Linked DNA regions of Mus musculus: all the other regions are linked to region 6. A link is a contact called in public Hi-C, HiChIP or PLAC-seq and promoter capture Hi-C data. All regions are on one chromosome and are shown on one strand. The core of a region is the stretch at or near the end of the contact, and the rest is flanking DNA. Distances in the headings are between cores, read along the strand shown.

Region 1 (3,109 bases), core at 302-2,801, 480 kb before region 6:
ATAAAAAACAAAAAGATGTAAGAAATGAAGTTGTCAGAATTTGAGGCACTGTTCCCACCATATGACCCTATTCAGTATCTAAGGCCTGGAGCTTATGAAATTTGAATTTTATAAGGCAGGCTTAATGTCTCTAAATCTATGTTCTCCTAAATATAGTACCTACACAGCACATAACATCAAGTGGAAAATGTGTATTTTTATTAAGTTTGGGCTCTGGCGTCCAGAACCATGGACCACATGGGATGTTCTGGGTTGTGTGTCTTTAAAGCTCAGTCAATCTAAGAGGAGCATTTCTTTCTTGTTTTATTTAACTCAAGAACCAGAATCAGAGAGCAAGTTAGAAAACCAAATGGCATGACCCCAGAAATAAGATGCCTTCTTGTTTCGTTATCCTTCATTCTGTTTGCTGCCAGTAATATCTTCCACAGTCTAGACAAATACAGCTCTCTTCCTTGTTGATAAATGATATAGCATTTGCTAAAAGTCTAGCATAATCTTCATCAGAATGATATCTAGTTGTTGCAGGATAGGTAAAAATAATGCACAGGTATTTTATGGAGGTACATGTCTTCTTGGTATCTAGAATTAAATCCAATCTTCTTTTTTTTTTAAGAGTTTAACCACTGCGTGTGTGTGCGTGTGTGTGTGTGTGTGTGCACGCATGTGCATGCACGCTCAAATGTTCACATGTTATATAACTTAATGCTCTGATTTGAAAGGCTGGTAAATCAGAGAAGGTTTTTGAAGGCTATGATTTTACAAAATAATACCCATAATATTTATGTATTTACCCCATTGCTCCAGTTTAAACCAAGTAAACTTTGAGAAGGGAGCTTCATCAGATGTCTAGCTCAGAACAAACCAGTTATATTTGCTTAAATAAATTCTCAAAAAAAAAAAACCCTCTTCATCAAGGATTGAAAGATCCTTTGAACAAATTAGTTATTTGACATTTTTACATGAAAATAGTAAAATGTTACTCTAATATGAAAAGCATTTACAAATGTTATTCAATTTCTTAGTATGCCTGTGCATTCTAAAATGCTGTCTCTGTTGATGGGGGCACATTCTGAATGACTCATTCGTAGCCATATGTCCTTATTTCATGGGAAATGTAGCAAGCCTGGAGCGGAGAATGTACGCAGCACTTCACAGCACAGCAAGCACTTGATCTGAATAACCTATATTTTTCTTGCACTGCAAAATCTAATAGAGTTGGACAAAATGTCATCTGCTGCTTATTAAGTCTTGTTTTTTTATGGTTGACTGACCTAATTTTCCAGAGTTTAAATTTTAACGTCTTATCACCTGCTTGGCTAAAGTTTCAGTTCGCTGTCAAGTACTTGTGCATGTTAGCATGCCATTTACACGTGTTCAAGTCAAATAATTGGGTTCACAGTAGACCTGTGTCAGTTTCAAATCTGGTCCCAATTAGAAAGTACATTTTTCAAAGTAGTGGATCTGGTTCTCTTTCTCACCCATTCATCACTTCAGTCATTCCTGGGAACAGAGAGGCATCACTGTGCAACTCGGGCAGCTGCTGCACATGAGACATCGTCTCTGCTCACAGTAGTTAGCTTTCTGTAGACTCAATTCGAAGCATCACAGTCTCCAGCCACTAGCTTATTCTTTTTCTTTCCTTCACATCATCTGTCCTTCACAGAGCCACAGGCTTCTGGGACACTGGCCATCTACTTTCTACCTTTCCTTGAGTAACCCGTGAGCTCATTCTTTTCCTTAGGAGCCTTGGTTCTGCACCAGTAGTCTAGTCATTGTATAACTGCTCTGCGTTCAAGCTGGCAGAAATAGTGAGCTTTGTTAAAAAAAAAAAACCCACTAGAAACTGTAATCTAGAGATCACTATCATGTTCTAGTGTTCACTTGGCTGTGTCAAACGAAAAGAAGATAAGCCAGCCCTTATGGCCTAGAGTCTTCTTAAATTCAGTCTCTAAGACTAATGCATCAGAACTGCCTGAAACCCACAGCATCTCCGTCTTCTGCTTACCTTTCTTTCAGTTATTTGCTACGATGTCACCCTTTCCTAGCTCAAATCCTATAAAATGACTCAAACCCTTCTCTAACTCCCTTCCCAAGGGCTGCACATTCTCTCCAGAGCAGACAGGTAGCATTCCTACACTGTGACAATTGATCTGGCAATTCAGAACCCAACAGTCCCCACTCAGTGAATTATCCTTACAGGCTTTCGTTGGTGTCTAATGCAATCATAAATTATGACACATAGAAGTACCTTCAAACCCTCTCCATTCACAGAAGAGCCGATTGAACCTCAGAAAATTGCATTCTGTGTTCTAAATATTCACACTACACAGACATTATGGGAAGCAAAATATTTCCCTCAGTTGGTTCCTTTCCTTGACATCATTTAAATCCTGTGAAGCTGGCACAAGTGAAACTGTGTTTCATAAGAAAGTAAATGTCCTTGATATTAATTGGACAATGTACGGTGAGTATTATCTAATTGCCCAGAGCCTTTTAGGAATGTTAAGTCTCAGTCTGACTACAGACCAAGAGAATTAGAATTCACATTTAAATGTGAGAGTGTTTTCCTGCATGTCTATCTGCACCACATGGTCAACAGGTGCCTGAAAAATCAGAAGAGGTTATCAGATGTTCTGGGACTGGAGGCAAAAATAATTAGTAGCTATTATGTGGGTGCTAGGGACTGATTCTTGGTTCTCTGCAAGAGCAACAAGCACTCTTAACCACAGAGTCATCTCTTCAGCTCAAGAACTGATTGTTCCTTAGTAAAAGCTTTTTAAGAGAGCAAAGAAAGCAACCATTAATCAACACCCATTGCTGCTGACTACACATCAGAACTGTTCTCTTTTCCAATGCTAGGTTGCATGTCCTTTCAAAGTTACTCAGTTTTTTTTTATTTGTTTTGTTGGGGTGCTGATACATGGAAATTCGCTGCTTTGTGCACAAGAAATTAGGGAGCTTTGCTCTGCTTGATAACAGAAATGGCAGCAACTAAATATGAGGATAAACTTCAAATATTTTATATGTATCATTAGTGTGGGGTTGAAGATGATAGAGCTTAAGATCTTCCAGGAAGGGCAAAGCCAGGGGTAGGATGCCACCACAAAAC
Region 2 (3,325 bases), core at 543-3,042, 500 kb before region 6:
AGAGGGGGAGGAATGGAGAGAGGGAGAGGAAGAGAGGGAGAGGGAGAGAGAGAATATCCACTTTGAACAGGTATTCTGCAAAACCATCTCAGGGATTTTTCTTAAACATCGTTTAATGTTTGTATGACGTAGATCTTTTGAATGCATTTTCAAAAATTATGGGGTGGAAATTATATTCAAGGGAGAAATTAGAATCTATAATTGTCGAGAAACAATGTGTGGGTATGTTTATTGCTGATTTGCTACTCCTGTTTCTCCTAACTCGCATTTTCTACTAGTCTATATACTATTATTTCTATGTATTCATAAATTATACTAATCATTTTACAGCAAGAAGCATAATGGTTCTTTCTAGGAGTCAATAGAAGCCTGGATGATTTCAAAGTGACAGAATATAATATTAAAAAATCTCTATGCTTGAAGGATTATAGTAATCACATTTTGTTCCTCAAGAGAGTATTGAATCACCACTCACAGGACAAACTCCTTTAAAATTGAAAAAACGTACAACAAAATGTATGTATTTACCTTTCTCATCTGTCTTAAAGTTTAACAGGAAATGAAATATATGAAACTTTAAGTTAAGATTAAAAATGAGTTTGGGTCAATGAATGAGGTATATGACTAGACGCAGACAGGAGAAGTGTGTGGCTTTACCTTTTAAAGGTATATGACTTGGTACATATATGTCTTACCTACATTCTATGTAAACAGATATGAGTTTATCTATGGTGTTGATGAGGAAACACAGGTTTCCAATGTTTACTGTAATGTCCCAGAGTGAACACGAACTCCAAAATATTAGAGGTAAGAAATAGTTTCAAGAAGAAAATAGCTTTGTAATTTATCCCCAGTCAGATTTTCATAATGTGATCTGAACAATTAATGGGAAGTATTACAAATCCCTAAGAAAGTGGATGCAACTATAGTTAAGTACAAATTGCAAAATGTATTCTAAACTTGTACATAAATTATTTACAAAATGATCCATATGTATATAATTTCTGCTTCTAATATTAATTAGTTGATACAGGTAATTGGAATTGGGGACAATGCTCAAATCTCTAGAGTTCTATTTTCCCCAAATTGTTCTCATCAATTAGAGCAGAAAGTCAACCACAAACCCTAAGATGTTTTTCCTAGGGTATGAAACAGGGAGTAGCTTTGCATGGGATGACAAACTCTCTAATGAAAATGTGTCTCACTTTATGACAGACATAAACATACATCATTTTATAACAGCACATAGATTATCAATAATATATATTCAGAGGGATATATTTCATATTCCTGTTAAGTTACATATAAGTCATGTCTTCATACTCTGATGACAGCATACTTAAGTCCTGTGACACTGCACTAACATAGCTTAATGGAAATTTTCATGTAGAGAGATGTGATATCATTAGAGTAATGGATGCCTGTCTTATTTGTTTCAACTAAAGAGAAGCACAAGGATGAGGTACAAACTCCTAAGCATGTCAAAGCCAAGGCAAAGCCATCCATGTGGGAAGGTTACCACCGTCAGACTTCATCTACAGTGGTGTGCAGCTGAACAACACAGAAAAATGAATTTCTGATTAAAAATTTTATAGTTAATTATTATGATTACAAGTGATGAAAAAGAGCAGACCATTGGAGCTAAAAAATATCAAGTCCTAATTCAGTGTTCCCTGAGGAACATTTTCATAGAAGAGGCTAGGCTTGATCTTGAACACCACAGGCCCCTGAAGGTACGATGCCTATATTACCCCTGGCTTACTGGGAATCTGGCTAGCAGAGAGTGTGCTTGCACACAACTAGAACATCACCCCGCTGTTTCCTCCACAGAAAACTCCTCCCTATTCCATTATTTAGTGGCTTGAAAAGAAGCAAGCCAGCCAACATTCTTCAGGAAATACTTTGAGAATGTATTCAGTTTCCAGTCAGTGACCAGGAGCTAAGAAGAGATGCTATGCTTTTTCAGTGTGTGAACTAAAAGCAAGCAGAAAACCACAGATTATAAACAACATGCAAAAGAGACCATATGTGGCACCAAAGACATTAAACGTCAGACACATTGAGAAAGTTTTACTAGACTCTGGGACAAGAGATCATAAATTCTCATGTTTTGAAATTTGAAGATAAATTCATTAAACAAAGCCTTGCATAGCTTTAATTTTTTTTATACCCAAGAAGATGGTTGAGCCATTAGTCTCCTGACTCTCATGTAAGTAGTTGGAATATAGTTTTTTCTTCTGATATCATTTTTATTACATGTGATAAAATGCAGTGTGATAGCTCTGAGGTTAACTCATCCTTACAGTCTCTCTTAAAGGTAAATGAAATGCAGAAAGAAGTTCTTGAATGTTTTAATTTTTAAAGAACTTAGATAATTTTATTGACTTAAAGGTGAGACTACTTAAATTCTCTCAAGGTCATAGTTCAATAAATCACTATGAAATGCCTTAGGCAAGACCCCAAATTATCCTTGAGAATCTAAAATGGGAGATAAACCAAAGAGGAAATGGTTATTCATTGAATTTTAATGCCAGATTTTAATTTTTCCAATGAAACCTTGGATGTTTTATTATTATTATTATTATTATTATTATTACTATTACTATTATCACTATTTTCGCCATGTGGGGTATTAAACCTAAGGCCTTGGGAATGCTAGGCCAGCACACAGACATTGTGTCGCACCCATTACGCTGTAAGCTTCTCCTTCACTATAATTAATAAAAATACAAATGTAAACTTCTCCAACACCCTGCAAATCTGCCAAGTGTCCTAAAACAAAATACAGTTTTCTCTAGAATTTAATAATTATTTTCATAACATTATAAACATATTATAAACATATCAGCTGCTAAATGCTAAAACATAGAATTCAAATTCTACTTTCTACAGTAATCTACATTATTATTTGTTATATATTTCTTTCAATATGTGTTGAGAATTCTTACAAATTAGATGTTGGTGGAAAATATAATCAATAATTTAGATTTTCAAAAACATAATTAAACATTTAGCAATCATATAATAGTATGCTAATTTATTATTAAGGATGTCAATTAATGTACAACTAATATTGTAATAATGCATATTTAATGCATTATTCAGGTCAACTAACTCTGCCATTTTATATTTTCCCAATTTATCTAATCGACTAGACTTTTCCATGAAGACATCTTTAACGATAAATCATCAGTTTACAACCATAAGTGTTCATTAAATTTGGTCAATACCTTGCACCAAAGTCCCTCCATTTATTACCATTAATGTAAAGTCAGCGAAAAGATTTAATGGCAGACAATTTTTCAGAATCTAGTGTGCAATGCAG
Region 3 (3,573 bases), core at 616-3,115, 310 kb before region 6:
CTCTTTTCTTAATCTTGGGTCTCCTTGCACAATGAAATAGCACTTAGACCTTTTAGTGCAAAACCAAGTTCAAGATAACACAGAGTGAAATCCAGACACAAAAAGCCCAGCTTTTGATATGAAAATGTTCTTTCAATAACAGCACAGCCTCCTCCAACCCACAGTGTTTCAAATGTAATTTACAATGAGGCAATCCATTTCTTCCTGGGAGATGGATTATTTTAAGAGTGCTTCTCACATTTGCTGTGTTGCAAGTTATTGGGTCTTCCATTACCTCAGCATTGCCAGCTCTCAGATCATACAAGGGCAGTGGGAGGAAATTCGCTATATTGGCAATTTTCCATATTTGTGTTCAGAGGAACTTTACCTTTTCTAGAAGACAGTGAAAAGAAAAAAGAAATGAAACTGTGATATTCAGTTACTACTGGTAAAATAGTAAATGTCACAGTCAATTTCCATAACTACAAATGATTTAAAAGTTCAGTAATCTTGGGTCCAGGGATGTATACCATTAAAACGTATGCATACAGTTAACCATTCTTTTGATTTCAGAACCGTCTAAGTTGTGTGTATGTGTGTGTCTGTCTCTGTGTGTGGCAATGTGAACATGTGTCTTTGTGTGAATGCATTTTTGTATATTTGTTTCTCTGTGTGTATTTATGTGTGTATTTGTGCTATGAATGTATGCATGTATGTTTGTGTTTCTGTCTCTCTGTGTGTTTGTCTGTGCCTGTGTGTGTATATGTGTATAAATATATATTTGTCAATCTATGTATATATGTATGTCTCTGTGTCCCTGGGTATGTTTATGTGTGTACATGTGTGTTTATGTGTCTATGTATAAACCTACATTTGTGTTTCTGTGACTCTGTGTGTGTCCATTTATGTGTGTGTGTTTATGCTTCTGTGTCTATGTATATCTGTGCATATATATATATATATATATATATATATATATCTGTGTGTGCCAGTGTACATATATGTGTATGTATGTGTGTGTGTTTGTGTATATGTGCACATCTATGTGTATTTGTGTGTCTGTGTGTATATGTTTCTGTGTTTGTATTTGAGTGTTTCTGTGTATGTCTGTGTCTATGTGCACATATATGTGTTTGTGTATTTGTGTCTGTGTGTACCTATGAGTATGTGTTTGTATATGTATGTCTCTCTGTGTGTGTCTGTGTCTATGTATGTATCTATGTGAATGTGCACCTGTGTATGCGTATCTGTGTGTATCTATGTATATGTGTGTTTGCATGTGTATGTCTCTCTGAGTGTGCTTATGTGTATCTGTGTTTTTAAGTGTGGATGTATCTACAAGGAGGTCCACAGAGAAAGCTGCTCTATCACATCTAGACAGAAGCACACCATGCACTCCTCTGTCCCCCAGGACGAAGCATCAGATGAGTTACTAGTTGAAGTAGCACACCATGAACTGGAGCATTTGTTGGTTCTCAAGAGACTATACTGAGCATGGTACCTTCCACACCCGGGACTCATTCTGTGCATTTAGCATAAACAAGGAATACATCCTTGATCCATTTAACACCAATATCACAATAGAAGAATTCTCTGTTCGTCAGTATGCCCTGAAATAAAGAGGTGGAGCACAGTGAAGACAGTGAATGAAATAATACACTGAGTAGAACGAGGATGAAGGGTGACAGCATCCAGGGAGGCAACAGGAGTGTTAGTGTTGGCAGTGGGAAGGAAGATCTGGAATGGCAGAAAGGGTAGGACAGCAGATAGTGGTTAACTGCAGAAAACCAGCCGCTAGCTGACTCACCGCATTGCTCAGACTAAACCTGTATCATCAAAGTGATTTCTGCTTTGAGCAATCGATGGTTGTTTTGGAAAACCACAATAAAATGAAACCTACACCAGATTTCCAGAGCTCTGGTGGGCGTCTGCAGTCCAGAGAGCAGGCTTAGATATTTAAACTCTAACATTCAACCAAAGATGATCTTAATGGTGATTGAAAACATCTTTCCAATAAATAAAAACACATTTTGTCCACCGTCTTTAAAAAGTTTACTCAGTGACTTGGACAAACCCAGATGTAGTTTGGAAGGATTCTGGGACTAAAGAAGTAAGAGTTGATGGAAAAGGAAAACCACCAAAGAGGAAATGAACTGATATGATTTAATGTGCGTTATTATTACCATCGTAAATTATGTTGGTCAATGCTGCCTAAAGTAGAACTTCACTTGATTTTAAGCCAAACAAGACCACTGAATTATTTTCAGTTAATTGTGATCAAGCCATATGTTGCAATGAGAACAGTGTGTTAATCAGTCAACACTGCCTCAATGGTAACAAAATGGTGTGTTTCCCTTCTGCTGGACAAAGTATATCTCGCCAATAGAAGAAAACGAAAACGAATGATTACAGAAATCATGCTTTTTGGGTACATAAAAATCTTAACTGATTTTTGAAATTTTAAACAGATGGTAAGACTGGATTTATGAGATATTCTTCACACAACTCCTTTATGCTTGAAGATTTTTTATGTTGTATTTAGTGTGTGTGTGTGTATAGAATAGAGCACAACTTGCATAAATGGCATTTCTCCTTCTACCACACAGCCTCTGGACATGGAACTCAGGTTCCGAGACACAATAGCCAGTACTGTTACTTGCTATACAATCATGTCAGCCCCAAATGTGTATTTTAAGAGAGATATAAAGAGCTTCCGAGTAGTGCACTGAGACAGAAGTTTAAGAGACCTGAGGGCCTGGAGCTCAGGACATATGAAGTTAGTTTATCATCTGAGCTGTGAGAGGAACAGATAGAGGATATTCAGTAGTCATTTAATAAGTTACAAACATCACAGAGTATGATGTTGTATGTCTGAGCCCTGTGCCAAAGCAGAAAAATATTACAATATATGGCAAACTACAAGGCAAGAAACCAATTTCACTAACAGATCCACCTACCCTCAAATGCGTTTTATATTTATAACTAAAAAGCCCCCGCAATGGCCAATTGTAACACACTTTTATGGTGGCACTTTAAAAGCAGACCTTCCCGAGTTCCAAACACATCCACCGCGAACATTCAGTTCTAGAGCTGTGAAACAGACATTTGCTTTTCTGTAATAAGAATTTATGTGGTCATTGTCTGAAGCCAGAGATGCTACAGAAAGCACAGGCTGGCTTATCATGAAATTGACATATTTATGGGAGAAACTTAAATGGTAGACAGTTTCTACTCAGCTCTTACACACATGCACACACGCTCCCATATTCACACATACATGCAGACCCCTCAAACATAAAAACTTACTATATACTACAACCTCTTTGTACATACATGTGATGTCATACATTCAACTGATAGGATGTGACTACTGAAACTGCTAAGCTCGCATGTACTTTAATTTTTAATGATACTGTGTTATATGCCAACCAGTTTTAATATTAAACATTTTAAGCGAGCCTTAGGATTGGTACCTTAAATATGATGAGCATTGTAAATATGTTGACTCATCCTGGAGGAAAACGTGTCCATAAATGGGACGAGGCATGAGTCTACAACCTTCTTTCAGACAAAGCATAACTAGAAATAATGAGC
Region 4 (3,212 bases), core at 596-3,095, 340 kb before region 6:
ACATATGGTCAATAGAGCATGTTATAATCAGTTTTTTGTGCATTCCTTTAAAAACGATATTTTACATTTATTCAGTGTGTATGTGTGTGCATGTGTATCTCTCTGTGTGTGTCTGTTTGTACATATATTTTTGTGTGTCTGTGCATTTGTATGTCTGTGTATGTCCCTGTCCTGTGTTTGCGTGTGTGTGTGTGTGTGTGTGTGTGTGTGTGTGTGTGCAACTGTATCTCTGTTTGTATATCTCTGTATGTGTGTGTGCAAGTTATAACACCCATGAGGAGGTCAGAGGAAAGCTTGCAGGAGTTGGTCTCTCCATCTATCATGAAGCTCTGGGGTTCCAACCCAGATTCAAGGCCCTGAGCCATCGGTTGGCTCTCTCTCTCTTTATTCTTCTTAGTTTTTCCTTATGCGAGGGTAAGACATCACTGTGGAAGGGATTTCTGGAGATAGATGCTATTATAAACAAAATTGCCAAGATAAACTAGCTTCAAGTACCTCTTTGAAACAATTGTTATCTGTCTGTCTGTCTGTCTATCTATCTATCTATCTATCTATCTATCTATCTATCCATTCATCCATCCATCCACCCACCCACCCATCCATCCATCCATCCATCCATCCATCCATCCATCCACCCACCCACCCACCCACCCATCCATCCATCCATCCATCCATCCATCCATCCATCCATCTATCTATCTATCTATCCATCCATCCATCCACCCACCCACCCACCCACCCACCCACCCACCCACCTATCTATCTATCTATCTATCTATCTATCTATCTATCTATCTATCTATCTTTTCAATGTGTAAAACATCTCTTTTTAAAGAGATATTTTTAAAAACAAACAAACAAACAAACAACCCATCCTTTATAAAGGATACAAACAAAAGATAAACTCTGAATATAGTTCCAGGCTACTGTTTCACAGTCAGTCTAAGCAAGTGAATCCAGGTTAACACACAATGGGATTAATTACCATTAAGAATGAACAAGCAATTTAATATGCTTGCAATCACTTTACTCACTGATACATTTGCAGAAGCTCTTAAGACTGACATGTATACGGACCCTGACTCTAATTTTCCTTCTATCCTTAACCTTCTTCCTTGCCATGACTCTGTGTTGAGGAGGGGCGGAGGGATCAGAATAGTGGGGGTTTTTCCACTTCAAATAAATGGCCAGGATGTGTGAAGTTAAGGATCTGTCTTGAATGGAATCTTTAGGATCTCTAGGTGCCATTTTAACCGACACTAATTTGAAATAAAACATACTATTATTTACTTCCCACCCATGAACTGGAAATCCAATGGCCCTCTGAAGGAAGAAGTAACTGATGCTTTCCATGATGTAAATAGACACTTGTGAATGGCCTGGTATGTTTTCTCAATGAAGACAGTCTGCAAAGAAAAGCCAGGCATTCAAACCCACAGCAGAGCAAGAAGGGGTTAAATTGCATGCATGGGAGGCAGTCTTGCTTCAGCAGGCTCTGCACAGGCCATGGTAACCAAGGGATGATCCTAGCTCAGGTTCCTGAAATATTCACCAACGTTGTCTCCCCCACTGCCAAAAGAATGGATCCTCTCAGGGCAGGGTAGATGGCCCTTTGAGCTGCAAGCCATTCTGTGCTTAGCCAACTATGCAACCTTTATTTCAGAATCCACCTACAGCACTCCCAATAAATGTCTTAAGAAATACTTTTTATGTTTCCGTGGATATTTAAAAGATTAAACCCATCATCCAAAACAGAGCACAAGAAACAGGAGATTCACAGCATACTTCAGTCTTAAGGGATCATGAAGGAAAGGCAAGAAGAATGCCAGCAGCATTCCTGGGAGTGTCTTCCCTGGGCTTGCCCACAGGCCAGACTCCAGAGCTCAGCAAGCCCGCCTGGCCTGTACTCCTCCAAAGGAGGCTCAGTTTCTCCAGCCTCCCTCTGTACTTTGTGATTCTTCCAGCCACTCCTGCTGTGACCCTGTCTGGCAGCCATTGTTTTTCTGTCTTGCTTTGAACTGTTCTCCAGCCAAGTCTCTGGGATTCTGAAAGAATTTCCACTGGGTGTTTAACCAGAAGGGTCAGTGAGTGTGGCTGCATTCCCTAAGTTCCACAAAACTCATTCATTTGGGAGGAAGAAAGCAGAAACAAAATGTCATGTCTGAGGCTACCAATTACTTATTGACTTACTCCCAATCACAGCAGTAATCTCTGTGGATAATCAGGAGAAGGAGAGACCTAAGCCCCACTGCTCTCATCTTACCAGCTGATCCTAACTGTTGTTTTTCCTGGTACATTCCATTTCATTTCTCTGTTTTCAGAGACTTAAAAATTATCCTGTAATTCACCTGCTTACATAATTATAATCGCTTTATTTATTGAAAGACATTGCAGCAAATATTTTCCTTTTCCATTAACCTTACTTAACTCATAAATTGCTCTTTTTGCATTATGACTTTTTATGTAATATTCAGATACAAGTTATTTAAGCAAATCCATGTTGGGTATTTTAGCTCCTTTTTATGATGCTGTCCTGCAAATATCCCTTTATGATTATTTCTTTCAGGACAAAGAAGGGGCTTCAGTTAAAAAATGTAGATTAAAGTATTAACGACAGGAGATCCCCATCATTGCAAATATTGAAATGACCTTACTCAATATTTAAAAAATATATCTAGAATAAGTTTAATCTCCAACAGCATACATGGTATAAACTTCCCTTGGTAATGAAATAAATAAGCTTCAAGAATATAGAGTGTAGAATAATTTTAGCAGACTGACCGGTTAAAAAGTGGGAGACAGGCTTCAATGGGGAATGAATTGGACAATGTACTTGGAGCAAAATGACATGCTCCATACTTACAGGCTGGTGGGATTACAGAGCATAAAGTCACCAGTTATCTATCTGTATAGTACAAGGATAACCCGATCATTAACAACTGTTTTATGAAGAAGCCAACATGGCATTACGACTGGGCAAGAAAGGCTGATACACTGAGTTGTATTCGATGACAAGCCTGAATGTGTCAGTGTGCAGTGGAGCCTTGCAGTGAAAAAGCGGGGTGTGTAGACTTGAGTCTGGACACTAGGAGAGCATGCCATTCTAGGTGAGATGGTCATTTGAGTTAACACTCCTTGGAAAGGAGAAATGGGTAATTGTGTACCAGGAAACAGACATGTTTATTACCAGAGACATAAGAGACCTCTCATCT
Region 5 (3,619 bases), core at 643-3,142, 460 kb before region 6:
ACATCTTCGTGTATTTTACCTGTCAATTTCCCCAGACAACCTTCTTAAAAAAGACTTTGTTCATTCATTTTATCTTTTGTGTGTATTATGAATTTCTAAAGTTCTGATGAGGCCAGGACTCAGCAGGGTCTTTAATGTTTGTGTATAAAATACCTCTCACTAAGAGAATAATGCACACACTTCGATGGTAACTTACTTATCACTTAGATAAATATCACAGCACTGTGTTATTAGTGAGAGCTCTGTAAAAGTTAATCCACCATGCAGGCGTTTTACATGACTTTTACTAATTACAACATTTGCTGTGCCTGAAATTTTGTGGGAAGTCATAGACTCGGGAGATGGATGGATGGATGGATATGTCTTAAGTAATTATTTAATTAAGTAATTAAGTAATATTCTCTCAAATGACTCCATGACTCTTAAAATGGTTACAAGAAGTGAGCTAATACTCTAATCTATCTGTAGCATATCCATTTATCCATACATACACGCAAAGGCTTAGTAGAAATCTTCTTCATCTTCAATGAAGAAGACATTGCTTTCTCCGTCACCAATTATGAAACTTAGAAATGGTACCTTCCAGAAAAATAAAAGTGTCAAAGTTGGATCAAGTTTGGATGGAAGTAGACCAAAACTGCATGTCTTGAAAGGTCTCCATGTTCTGGAGATGGTGGCTGTTCTAGTTGGCATTGTGTTTGACCCCATGCAGAGATCCTTACGTTCATGATTTCATGGGTAGCATAGTTCTGATAGAATACAAGGTATATTAGTGAAGCCAGCTCCCCCAGTGGCCTGTTTGGCGTTAGTCTGTCACTGAGTTGGCTAGGGCATGGCAGAGAGAGGTCTGCTGTCTTTCAGAGACCACTTCATGCTTCTGCTTGAAGGAAAGCACCGACTGATGCTGTCCTGCTGGCAAGCTGACCTGGTCTATTCTGCATTTTAATGACGACTCTAACACAGGATGGCTCGGGCAGTTTTGTGAGCACAGTGCTGAACAGCACAGCAGGCAGGTCAGGGGTTTCTTGGCTATGGAATCACAGAAAGTGTTCTGCAAAGGGGTTGCCAAGTCAGAGGGCATGAACTGAGCAAACACAAGGCCTGCAAGGGAACCACAGGAGAGAAGGCCGTTTCAGCTTGTGATTAGCTAAAGAATTTGGCAAAGAGATTTGACAAGAATCCCTGTAGTCACAGGTCAGTACACGAGTCAGAAACAAGGCAAGGGAATCAGGCCATTTTAATCTGACTTGGAAAATTCTTGGAAGTGTGTAATATAAAGTTTTAAAAACAAACTCTAACTGAGCTAAATAACAAAGTATTTTATTATCTTAAAATTATTCCTGTTCTCTTACTGCCTAGTTATGTTTCTGATAAATTTTTCATAACATTGCTCTCTTTGTGACTATAAGGAATGTTCCGCCCTACCCTACTATATAGTAGGACAAATGGAATACACACACATAAAAAAGAAGGCCTTATCACATTTTCAGTGAAGAGAAAGAACTCTGAGAAGAAGGGGTGTTGATGTTGGACAGGTTCACAGATTTTTCTGGAGGCTGTAGTAACACCAGCCTGTATCACACTAAGACACAAGACAGAGTGGAGTCCTTCAAGTCTGGGTTAGATGATCACAAAGAATGGTTGTGATTAAACATTGCTCTTTGGCTTCCCAGCAGACAGGGAGTTCTAGGTAAGAAAGGGCACAAGGTTATCCTTGGGTCAAAGCATGGGCTTCCTATAATTAGGCTTCCACAGCACATATAACAGGAGGGCGTTCACTTAGCGTGGCCTATGATGTTGTGCTTGTTTCATTGGCAAGGTTAGAGCTGTCACTAACTAGATCCTGGTTCATCTCCCACGTTCATTCACATCCCAGCCTCCTAACTACTCAGTACTGTCTCCTCACAATCTCCAAGGCAACCGCTCACACATGCCATTCACCATGCTTCATTTCCACCCCAGTAAACTCAGCATTCTGCTCCAGCACCACTTTCACAGAAGGCAAGATAGGCCAAGCTAGCGGCGCAGGGTTTTCGCTCCTGAAGACCCTCAAGTCATTCAGCTGGAGAATGACTGACACATCCCAGGAGAGAGCAGTATGATGTGGCCTTTTACTCACAGATAACACTAAATGTAACCATGCTGATATATTTGTAAAGAAGAACAGAAAATAGGAAGACACCAGCCATCTTACAATTACCTAATGTTAGTTGGCATCATGACTGCACTGTCAGGGACTTAACTAATGTTTCGTCCTTAAACTGATCACCGAGTCAATTCTGCATAGCCATCAATGACATGAAGGGCACTGGGGCCACAGTGACATAATGACCATATGGTATACACATTATTTTCCAAACTCTTAAAAGCCGAACTCTGGAGTCTACATCCTTATCACACAGAGCAAGGTACCAGAACTGTATGATCTTTTGTCATCCAACCTAATCCAATTTTGGTTCTTCCAGCACTGAAAATTCACACACGCACACACACACACACACACACACACAAACACACATACACAAACTTGCACACATACTAATACACATACACTAACACACACACACTTTCACACCCACTAACACACATACACTAACACACACACTTTCACACCCACTAACACACATACACTAACACACATACTAATATACACTTACACACACTAACAAACACAGTAACACACACCAACACATATACAGTAACACACAGTATAACACATTCACCCACACTTTTGCACGCACCCACACTTTTGCACACACACACACACACACACACACACACACATACACACACACACACACACACAAGGACATGACCACCTTTTGTATTTGGTTGTTCCTTTTAAGCTATTCACGTTCCTTTCTTACTAACTGAAGATTTCACAAGATTTAACTTCTAAACTTGTTTAATTTGTTCCCATGAAAATTGGTGAGTGTAAAAAGAGAGATGAATTGTCACTGGGGATCAGAAAAGTCACAGAGCTTGTAACCCTCCATGCCTACAAATCCACCAAGTTCCCTTAGGCCTTAATGATATTGAGTTAGAACATGTGAGCCACTGAGTTCGTGAGAGGAAGATGAGGGGTGGAGCCAAACTAGCAGCGCTGCCTTGGGTCTTTACTGAACCACGGAGTGGACATGAGACACATGGTGGCCTCATCGAGAGATCTGACCTCTGTCTTCCTGTATGGGCAAGTCTTTCCCAGGGAAGGCAACATGGTGTACGGATAATGCTGACAGACAGCCTTCGTGAATCTGTTTACAGCCGGTTCCATGACTTCTTCTGTGACTTTCTGTGCTCTGTGAGATTTATTTTATATCAAGGTAACTAAACAGGTTGTTTTTACAGATGACATGTCTGTCTATGCATGGAGGGGGTGCAAGCAGTCCTTCAAAATATCTCATGCTGAACAAAAACAGGCAGGAGAGCACAGAGATTGGTCTATGGAGGGAAGGTGTGATGTTGCGACTCCAGAGATGACATAATCTGGAATGTTGTAATATCACCGTCTCACCCTTACTTATCAAAGGGGTACATTTTGTTGTTTTCATTATCCAGGGAGCAAGAAGCTTCCTAAGGCTAGGGACTGTTTAAGTCCGTGGCCCCTATGTCTGAAGCC
Region 6 (3,114 bases), core at 366-2,865:
CATCGGGTCACTTGCTTAAGTTGGCTCCGCGTGCACCAGCCGGCCAGAGCGGGAGGCCATGCTCGGGACCCGGCGCCACGCCGGGTGGCCCGGTTGTCTCCTCAGCCCGAGTGACCAACCGCAGTCCGGGAAGCACTGGGGCACCCTAATGGGAAAGTCCGCCCCAAATCTGAAGCAGACAGAGTACTAAGACACCTCCTCCAACTGCCTCGGGACTCCAACGTGCAGATCCTAGAGACCCGAGCAATGGGTCCCCTTAGTGGCCCGTCCCCAGCCCAGGAGCCGGGCGCCCAGTCCCTGGAAAGGACCTGGAGAGCAGAGAGCTTGAGTAGGGGAATCTCCGCGTCTCTCCACCGCCCCCGCCGGCGCGAAGGCGGGAGTGGAGAAGGCGCCACTCAGACGGTGGCGCTGAGCAAACTGCGGCCGCAGTTCTCCCAAGTTTGCCCCAGCGAGGGGGATGCTATGGGCGCCCGGCTCCGCTTTCTGCCTCCGCTAGCCGTCCTCACTCCACCGTCCTTTGCTCCAGCGGCCGGGCCAGGCTCTAGGCCAGCCACGGAGGTAGCAGGGCGCGGGAGCAAATGCAGGGAGAGAGGGGCGAGGGACGAGGGTGCTCCCGCGTGTGCACACAATGAGGCGGCGGGCACGCACACCTTCCTCCCGCCCGAAAAACGGGATCAGCCTCCGCCGCCTGGATGCAGGGACGCGGGGTCCCTGGGAGGTACCCGCAGAAAGTGAGCACCAACTGAGCAACAGGGGGTAGGGAGAGGGCGCCCCGCCGCCTCTCGGGGCTGCAGCGGGCCCGGGGCCCACGCTTACCTGCGATCTCCTGGTAGGGGATGTCCGCCAGGCTGAATCCCTTGGCACCGTAAGCCTGACGGACCTCGCTGCAGCTCCGAGCCTTCACGTCCGCCGCGGCCGGGAGGGTCAGCAGCAGCCCGGAGAGAGGAAGAATCACAGCCCGGATCCAAGAAGGCATGGTGCAACATGCAAGTCCACCTCGGCAGCCCCCAGCTCCCTGTGCGCTCTTCACCTTGCCCCTCGAGCCGAAAGCCCGCCAGAGCCTGCGGCGCGCTCCTTAGCCGCTGCCCAGCGTCACCCCCTTCCGCCAGCCGAGGGGACGAGCCGCGCAGACCTCTGGACTGCACTCAGCAAACTTTTATAAGCCAGATGGAGGATGGCAAGCCAACCAGGGCTGCCTTGGGAAGGCTGCCGGCTCCGCTAGCCACTCCGGTAGAAAATCGTTGGAGAAAGAGGAGAAAAGAGGAAAAGGCAAAGAAATGTCTTTTTTTTTTTTTAAACACCACAGTAGGGGTGTTCAGCCCTGCGGTCCGAGTTCCGAGCCGCAGAGTCGTGGAGCGCTGCGAGCTCGCCTATCCAGTGTGCGCGACGAAGGTGGGACCGCGCGCCGGCTCCCCCCACCCCGAGGGAGATGGACAGGCCGGCGCGAGTGTGAGCGCGCGTGTTTGTGGGTGTGAACGCGGGGCTCTCGGGGAGGTGTGTGCGTGGAGGTATGTGATGGAGATGTACGGGATCGAGGGGAAACCTCAGCTTCACATAGACTGAGGGAGCCAGTGAGAGTCTTCTTGAAATGGGAAGAGAGAAAATCCTGGAGACTGACACAGGAGGCAAGAGGGAAGGAGAAAGGAGGGGAGGGAGAGAGGGAGAAACGTGCTACCCAGTGCACAGCCGAAATTCAGAGGCAGAGTCGGCCGCAAAACCTGGAATGGATCGCGAGCCACTAGGCAGGAGGGGAAAGATTACCAGCAAAAGGTCCCTATTTTCTCAATCACTTTATGGCCTCCACACACTTCCGAGATGTTCCCTTTCCTGATATAAACAAACCACCAAAAAAGACAAAGTGTTTGAGGAGAGTAAATGTTATCACGCTATATTTTTCTGGAGATAAAGAATATTGCATTTCCAATTGTTGCTCTTGCCCCAGTGTACCTAACACAAAGCCAGGGAAGAAATGAGCAGAAAAGAAACCTAGGAACGGGGCCAAAGCCACCTCTCTAGGTGGTAGCTGCTTTCGGCTCATCTTAATGTTTTGTTTTGTTTTGTTTTTTCCTAAGAACAGATAGAGGGCCATAGGTCTTTACTCCTCTCCTGTCGGCTCTCTCTCTCTCTCTCTCTCTCTCTCTCTCACACACACACACACACACACACATACACACAAAGAGGGAAGGAGAGAGAGAGAGAGAGAGAGAGAGAGAGAGAGAGAGAGAGAGAGAGAGAGGTTCCACCTACAAAACACTGGATTCTTAAATCACTAGGCTTAGGGCATGTGAAGATAAAACAATGGCTGCTGGCCATGCAAGAAACAGGACCCCAGGAGGGACAAGGTGTTGTAATCTTCTCTCATCAGATTCTCTCAAACACTATAACCTTAACATTTTCTCCCAAGTTCTCAGAAGTCTGTGAAATGGGATGCAAGTGAAAATTCGGGTTTAACCAACTTCCTGAGCCTTTCTTCACGCTAATGAGCACAGAGATCAAATATACTTAAGTCTGCCCTGAAACCCACAGCTCCTGAAACTAACCAATCAGAAAAAGAAGAAAAGAAATGCTATCCAGTAGTGAGGCCTTGTGGACACTGGTCTCCCAGTTCCTGAGAAGTCAGTACAGGGTCAGGCCTAGTTCTGTAGTACTGAAGTATAAATCTGCAGGATGCTGGTTTCCTGATGACTGGTGACCAGAGCGACTCCTGGAGCCTAAATCCTTGCATTTGCCTCTATCCTAGGCACCTTCGTTACTGTCGGAATTGTTCAGCACATCTTCTTTTCCAAGAACTCCTCTTTAGCCCGTCATCCTCCTTATAGAGTGATAGAGTGCTTGCTTGTCGCATCTTCAAAAGTTCATACAAAATGCTAGCGCTCAGGGAACAGAAAGAAGTCTAGTCTAGTTGAGGAGCTTTAAGCCATTTGCAGTCAGTCTCCAAGGAGGTAGTCAGGGGGCTGAAGGGATAGATGGCTCAGCAGTTAAGATCACATGTTGTTCTTGAGAGGACAAGAGTTTGATTCTCAGCTCCCCAACAATATGGCTCACAAACAAACTCCTGTAATTCCAGTTCCAGAGATATCTGACCCCTCTGGCCTCTGGAAACACATACACACA
Region 7 (3,613 bases), core at 773-3,272, 410 kb before region 6:
TATGGAATCAAGATAAACTGCTGACCGATGAGTGATCATACCTTTAAAGGGGTGCACCAAGGACAGACAATTCTGTGAAAATAAATCCTGGAGAGTTGTCCAAAAGAACAACAAAATACAAGAGCAGAGAAATACGGCAGAGTGTTAGGGAAAAGAGGTGCTCAATCTTTATTTCCCAGATTATCCTTAAACCAGTCCATTAATCATTGAAAAACTAAATCCTAAATTGAAGTCAGGTTTCTGTTAAGAAATCGATGTCTTTGAAATCGTGGCAGGGATATAATTTCTCAATTGTACTGGGAATATTATTTACAGCCTCCTCTGTAAAGCAAAGGTATGAAAGGAAGAACTCAACAATGACTGCATGATTAACCAGCCTAACCACAAAATGTTGAGTTCATCAAAAGAAATATATATATATATATATATGTGTGTGTGTGTGTGTGTGTGTGTGTGTGTGCATCTCGCTTCATTTGAACAATAACCCGAAAAGAACATTAGTGAAAACTTTCCTTTCAAAGCTATATATCTTCATACTAGAAGTGTATCACTCCGTTAACCACCTAAGTTTAGTATAGGCACCTAATATTTCAACGTGGAAAAATCAGTAGAGAAATCTGTGTTCAAGATGGCCAGAAACACTGGTAAAGCCTTTCACATCATTACTGATTTGCAGAGAAAGGAGTAACAAAGCAAATCAAACGCCCTCAACATAAAATAATGACATTTTTACCTGCAGCATTTAATCATGAATGTGTATCACCTATACAGCCAATGAGCTCTCTTTTTACACCTTAGGGAAGATGATGTGAGTCCTTAGGAAGATAGCTGAGGGAGGCTAACCAGGTAGAGGGAGGGGTAAAGAACACAAGTGTTGCATCTTCAAAGCTTGGCTCATCAGAAGGGAAAGCCCACAGCAGGAAACACACTCAGCCTTGGGGGTCCTCCACCAGCTCTAGTTCTTAGGAGACAGGACACATCTCTGTTTTCTTAGCTCATAGTACTTTGCTACTGCAGCCTCACAAGCAAAATGTCCCCACATGACAAAATGCAAACTAATGATTGTCTTTGGTATTTCAATAAAAATAAAAAGCCCTAAACAGGATCCAAGGAAGTCCTTTTTTTTTTTTTTGGGGATGGGGCTGCTCATTATTTTTTATTAGATATTTTCTTCATTTACATTTCAAATGCTATCCCAAAAGTCCCCTATACCCTCCCCCCCCTCCACCGCCCTGCCACTCACTGCCACTTCTTGGTCCTGGTGTCCCCCTGTACTGGGGCATATAAAGTTTGCAAGAACAAGAGGCCTCTCTTCCCAATGATGGCCGACTTGGCCATCTTCTGCTGCATATGCAGCTAGAGACATCAGCTCTGGGGGTACTGATTAGTTAATATTGTTGTTTCACTTATCCGATTGCAGACCCCTTCAGCTCCTTGGGTACTTTCTCTAACTCCTCCATTGGGGGCCATGTGTTCCATCCTATAGATGACTGTGAGCATCCACTTCTGTATTTGCCAGGCACTGGCATAGCCTCACAAGAGACAGCTATATCAGCGTCCCATAATCATCCACCAAACGCAGACAGTATTGCATATGCCAGCAAGATTTTGCTGAAAGGACCATGGGAAGTCTTAAAAATGAATAATGCGGTCAAAATTTAAAGATGACGTAAGCTCTAGTCAAAGCTTAGAACTGAGGAGTATGCACACTGGTTTATGCTTTTCTACAGAAAAATTGACTTAAATAATAAATCATTGAAATGATTATAGATTTTATATGGCTAAGAGCGAGAACAAAATGTTAAGTGAACACTATTATGCAGAGAGAAACACATAGAGTTATGATACAATTGAGGTCCTAAAAGCTGGTTATACAGTGATTATTCAAAGATGAGGGGATGCTACAACAGCCAAAATAGCAAAAACTAAAAGCTACAGTTAATAATAGTTTGCTGCTTAGAGAGTAAGCAGGTGTGCCCTCTCCCAACAGTGCTGCCTCCCTAACCACATGGGCAGAGCTTCAGCCTCACACATCCAGCTGTGCTAAGCCCATCTGCTCAGCCATTCTCATTTTAATTAGTGCTAGAGACTTGCTTTATTTCATTAATCTGCAAATTCCTCTCATTTTCCCCCTTTTGTGGATCTAGGAGAAACAGGTATGAACAAACTACAAATTTTAAGGATTCGTTCCTGCTCAGTTTACTTTAATCAACTACTCTCAAAGTCAACAGGATTGTGGCTTTTAATAATAATGGCGGTTTTTCATAAATGACTCTAAGGCCGCATCAGGTTATAAAAGCAATTCCTGAAAGTATTCAGCATATGCTGAACAGATGATGAGATTTTATACAGACATTCATTCCATATGACTTTTCCTCCCTCTTAAAAAAAAAATTCAATGGTGAAGGTTACCCACTGTGAAGTAATTTCCATAATATTGTAATTACATCCACGGGCCTTCAAATGCACTTTATTTCTCCTCTTAGGCACTTACTTAGTTTCAAAATTATTTACATATAAATAAGATTTTTTTAAAGAGGAATCTGTTTTGATAAGCCACGTGAGTGTACTTTCAGCTTGAGGTTCACCTAGACTTTATGTGCAATGGGTCCCACATGCACAAGGAAATCCCAGTACCCTTGGCCTGCACTGTGCTTGGCCTTGGCACACTCACTCCCTTCCTAGCCAGCACTAGCAACCTGGAGCCCCATCCCTGAGAAGCTGTACTCAGACCCCACTTAAAACAGGGTAGCTGCTACCCCTTGATGGTCATTTCTGTTCAAACACATCGGGAGACACTAGGAGTCCCAGTCTAGACTGAGTTGCAGAGTTATAGGAAAGTCCTCCAGGTACAAGTTCAGGCCTAAACCTAAGTGGGCAGCTTCTCTTGACCCTCACAAAGCAAGACACCAAGGGACAGCCAGGGAGCCTTGGATGCACTCTCAGGCAGCACTTCTGATCTGTACTGATGCTCTGCTTCCGAACAGTTTCTTTGCCACTTTACACCTCTTTGCACCACTTTTTTGTTTTTAATTCTGTAAATAAGAAGGGAAGGTCCTGGAAATAAAAATGTAGACATCAACTATGACCACTAATAACTGCCAGTAACCCACAGGTGAACTAGACGACTTCTGTTTATGTTACAATACAGTTCTTTTTCTGGACTTATGTGTGTTCAAAAAGTACGTATGTATGTGCGAGAACCACATATGAAGAGCAGTGCTTCTCAAACTTAAATGAGCATGAATATAAATGCAGGGATGGAGTTGGTACCAAGGTCTTGGTTTCTGTACTCTCCCAGGAGCTGGTAATGATGCTGTCCTGAGACATTTAGATAGAAAACCCTAGGATAACAGGTCATACATACATCTCAGAAATACTTGTAGCTTTGTGAGATTGCACCTAATAGTATCAATCAGTTAACAGCTATAAACACAAAACCACAAATCCCTCTTAAACTAATTACAGAAGGCCTCCAAGTTGCTAGCAGTCATACGAAACTGTAAATAAGTGCATGTAAAAATATAGCATGAGCTGATAAAATTCATGCACATGTCTTTAGACTCTGATTTCATAGCCAAGACCTATATTGCTGAATAGAGGCATCCTCAAT

What was found. Promoter capture Hi-C pulls out the DNA fragments that hold promoters and counts their contacts. Hi-C and Micro-C count contacts between places; a contact is called where the count stands out from the background. HiChIP or PLAC-seq counts read pairs in DNA pulled down with a chosen protein or histone mark.
Region 1: a promoter capture Hi-C map of the 3T3-L1 cell line shows a contact between it and region 6, with 7 times the contacts expected there. The contact joins the enhancer-like site here to the promoter of Gpc6 in region 6. A contact is called at or near these places in 5 of 39 promoter capture datasets (the 3T3-L1 cell line, 3T3-L1-derived adipocytes, hippocampal neurons and 1 more), 4 of 484 Hi-C or Micro-C datasets (the C2C12 cell line, cerebral cortex and nephron progenitors) and 9 of 115 datasets of contacts at active chromatin or transcription factors (the NIH/3T3 cell line, craniofacial prominence, embryonic forebrain and 6 more).
Region 2: an H3K4me3 HiChIP or PLAC-seq map of neural progenitor cells shows a contact between it and region 6, with 19 read pairs. The contact joins the enhancer-like site here to the promoter of Gpc6 in region 6. A contact is called at or near these places in 1 of 39 promoter capture datasets (the 3T3-L1 cell line), 2 of 484 Hi-C or Micro-C datasets (adipose-derived mesenchymal stem cells and nephron progenitors) and 12 of 115 datasets of contacts at active chromatin or transcription factors (the NIH/3T3 cell line, astrocytes, cardiomyocytes and 8 more).
Region 3: a Hi-C map of uterus shows a contact between it and region 6, with 3 times the contacts expected there. The contact joins the enhancer-like site here to the promoter of Gpc6 in region 6. A contact is called at or near these places in 1 of 39 promoter capture datasets (3T3-L1-derived adipocytes), 7 of 484 Hi-C or Micro-C datasets (the N1E-115 cell line, cerebral cortex, nephron progenitors and 1 more) and 12 of 115 datasets of contacts at active chromatin or transcription factors (a beta-TC-6 cell line, craniofacial prominence, embryonic forebrain and 8 more).
Region 4: an H3K27ac HiChIP or PLAC-seq map of stem cell-derived anterior neural progenitor cells shows a contact between it and region 6, with 10 times the contacts expected there. The contact joins the enhancer-like site here to the promoter of Gpc6 in region 6. A contact is called at or near these places in 1 of 39 promoter capture datasets (3T3-L1-derived adipocytes), 5 of 484 Hi-C or Micro-C datasets (the N1E-115 cell line, cerebral cortex, embryonic stem cells and 1 more) and 10 of 115 datasets of contacts at active chromatin or transcription factors (the NIH/3T3 cell line, craniofacial prominence, embryonic limb bud and 6 more).
Region 5: a contact with region 6 is called in an H3K4me3 HiChIP or PLAC-seq map of stem cell-derived neural progenitor cells, with 16 read pairs. The contact joins the enhancer-like site here to the promoter of Gpc6 in region 6. A contact is called at or near these places in 4 of 39 promoter capture datasets (the 3T3-L1 cell line, 3T3-L1-derived adipocytes and hippocampal neurons), 2 of 484 Hi-C or Micro-C datasets (the C2C12 cell line and nephron progenitors) and 11 of 115 datasets of contacts at active chromatin or transcription factors (craniofacial prominence, embryonic forebrain, embryonic midbrain and 8 more).
Region 7: a contact with region 6 is called in an H3K4me3 HiChIP or PLAC-seq map of embryonic basal ganglia, with 3 times the contacts expected there. The contact joins the enhancer-like site here to the promoter of Gpc6 in region 6. A contact is called at or near these places in 2 of 39 promoter capture datasets (the 3T3-L1 cell line and 3T3-L1-derived adipocytes), 7 of 484 Hi-C or Micro-C datasets (the N1E-115 cell line, adipose-derived mesenchymal stem cells, nephron progenitors and 1 more) and 11 of 115 datasets of contacts at active chromatin or transcription factors (craniofacial prominence, embryonic basal ganglia, embryonic forebrain and 7 more).

The regions. Positions count from the first base shown.
Region 1 is chr14:117,406,638-117,409,746 of GRCm38.p6, reverse strand. All of the region lies in intron 2 of Gpc6 (glypican 6), which reads right to left. Among named protein-coding and RNA genes, the nearest start is that of Gm52112, 280 kb to the right of the region's middle. Within about 2 kb of position 1,551, at least 14 of the 459 cell types and tissues checked have an H3K27ac peak or open chromatin away from gene starts, as enhancers often do. A contact at or near this core is called in craniofacial prominence, where this site is marked.
Region 2 is chr14:117,426,553-117,429,877 of GRCm38.p6, reverse strand. All of the region lies in intron 2 of Gpc6 (glypican 6), which reads right to left. Among named protein-coding and RNA genes, the nearest start is that of Gm52112, 300 kb to the right of the region's middle. Within about 2 kb of position 1,792, at least 9 of the 459 cell types and tissues checked have an H3K27ac peak or open chromatin away from gene starts, as enhancers often do. A contact at or near this core is called in astrocytes, neural progenitor cells and stem cell-derived neural progenitor cells, where this site is marked.
Region 3 is chr14:117,238,458-117,242,030 of GRCm38.p6, reverse strand. All of the region lies in intron 2 of Gpc6 (glypican 6), which reads right to left. Among named protein-coding and RNA genes, the nearest start is that of Gm52112, 110 kb to the right of the region's middle. Within about 2 kb of position 1,865, at least 5 of the 459 cell types and tissues checked have an H3K27ac peak or open chromatin away from gene starts, as enhancers often do. A contact at or near this core is called in uterus, where this site is marked.
Region 4 is chr14:117,266,749-117,269,960 of GRCm38.p6, reverse strand. All of the region lies in intron 2 of Gpc6 (glypican 6), which reads right to left. Among named protein-coding and RNA genes, the nearest start is that of Gm52112, 140 kb to the right of the region's middle. Within about 2 kb of position 1,845, at least 42 of the 459 cell types and tissues checked have an H3K27ac peak or open chromatin away from gene starts, as enhancers often do. A contact at or near this core is called in extraembryonic endoderm stem cells and stem cell-derived anterior neural progenitor cells, where this site is marked.
Region 5 is chr14:117,381,699-117,385,317 of GRCm38.p6, reverse strand. The region is part of intron 2 of Gpc6 (glypican 6); the gene reads right to left. Among named protein-coding and RNA genes, the nearest start is that of Gm52112, 260 kb to the right of the region's middle. Within about 2 kb of position 1,892, at least 34 of the 459 cell types and tissues checked have an H3K27ac peak or open chromatin away from gene starts, as enhancers often do. A contact at or near this core is called in neural progenitor cells, neural tube, stem cell-derived neural progenitor cells and 1 more, where this site is marked.
Region 6 is chr14:116,923,798-116,926,911 of GRCm38.p6, reverse strand. It overlaps Gpc6 (glypican 6), which reads right to left and starts at 1,615. Exons shown (of 9, transcript NM_011821.3): 1 at 817-1,615. The coding sequence starts at 976.
Region 7 is chr14:117,335,875-117,339,487 of GRCm38.p6, reverse strand. The region is part of intron 2 of Gpc6 (glypican 6); the gene reads right to left. Among named protein-coding and RNA genes, the nearest start is that of Gm52112, 210 kb to the right of the region's middle. Within about 2 kb of position 2,022, at least 4 of the 459 cell types and tissues checked have an H3K27ac peak or open chromatin away from gene starts, as enhancers often do. A contact at or near this core is called in embryonic basal ganglia, where this site is marked.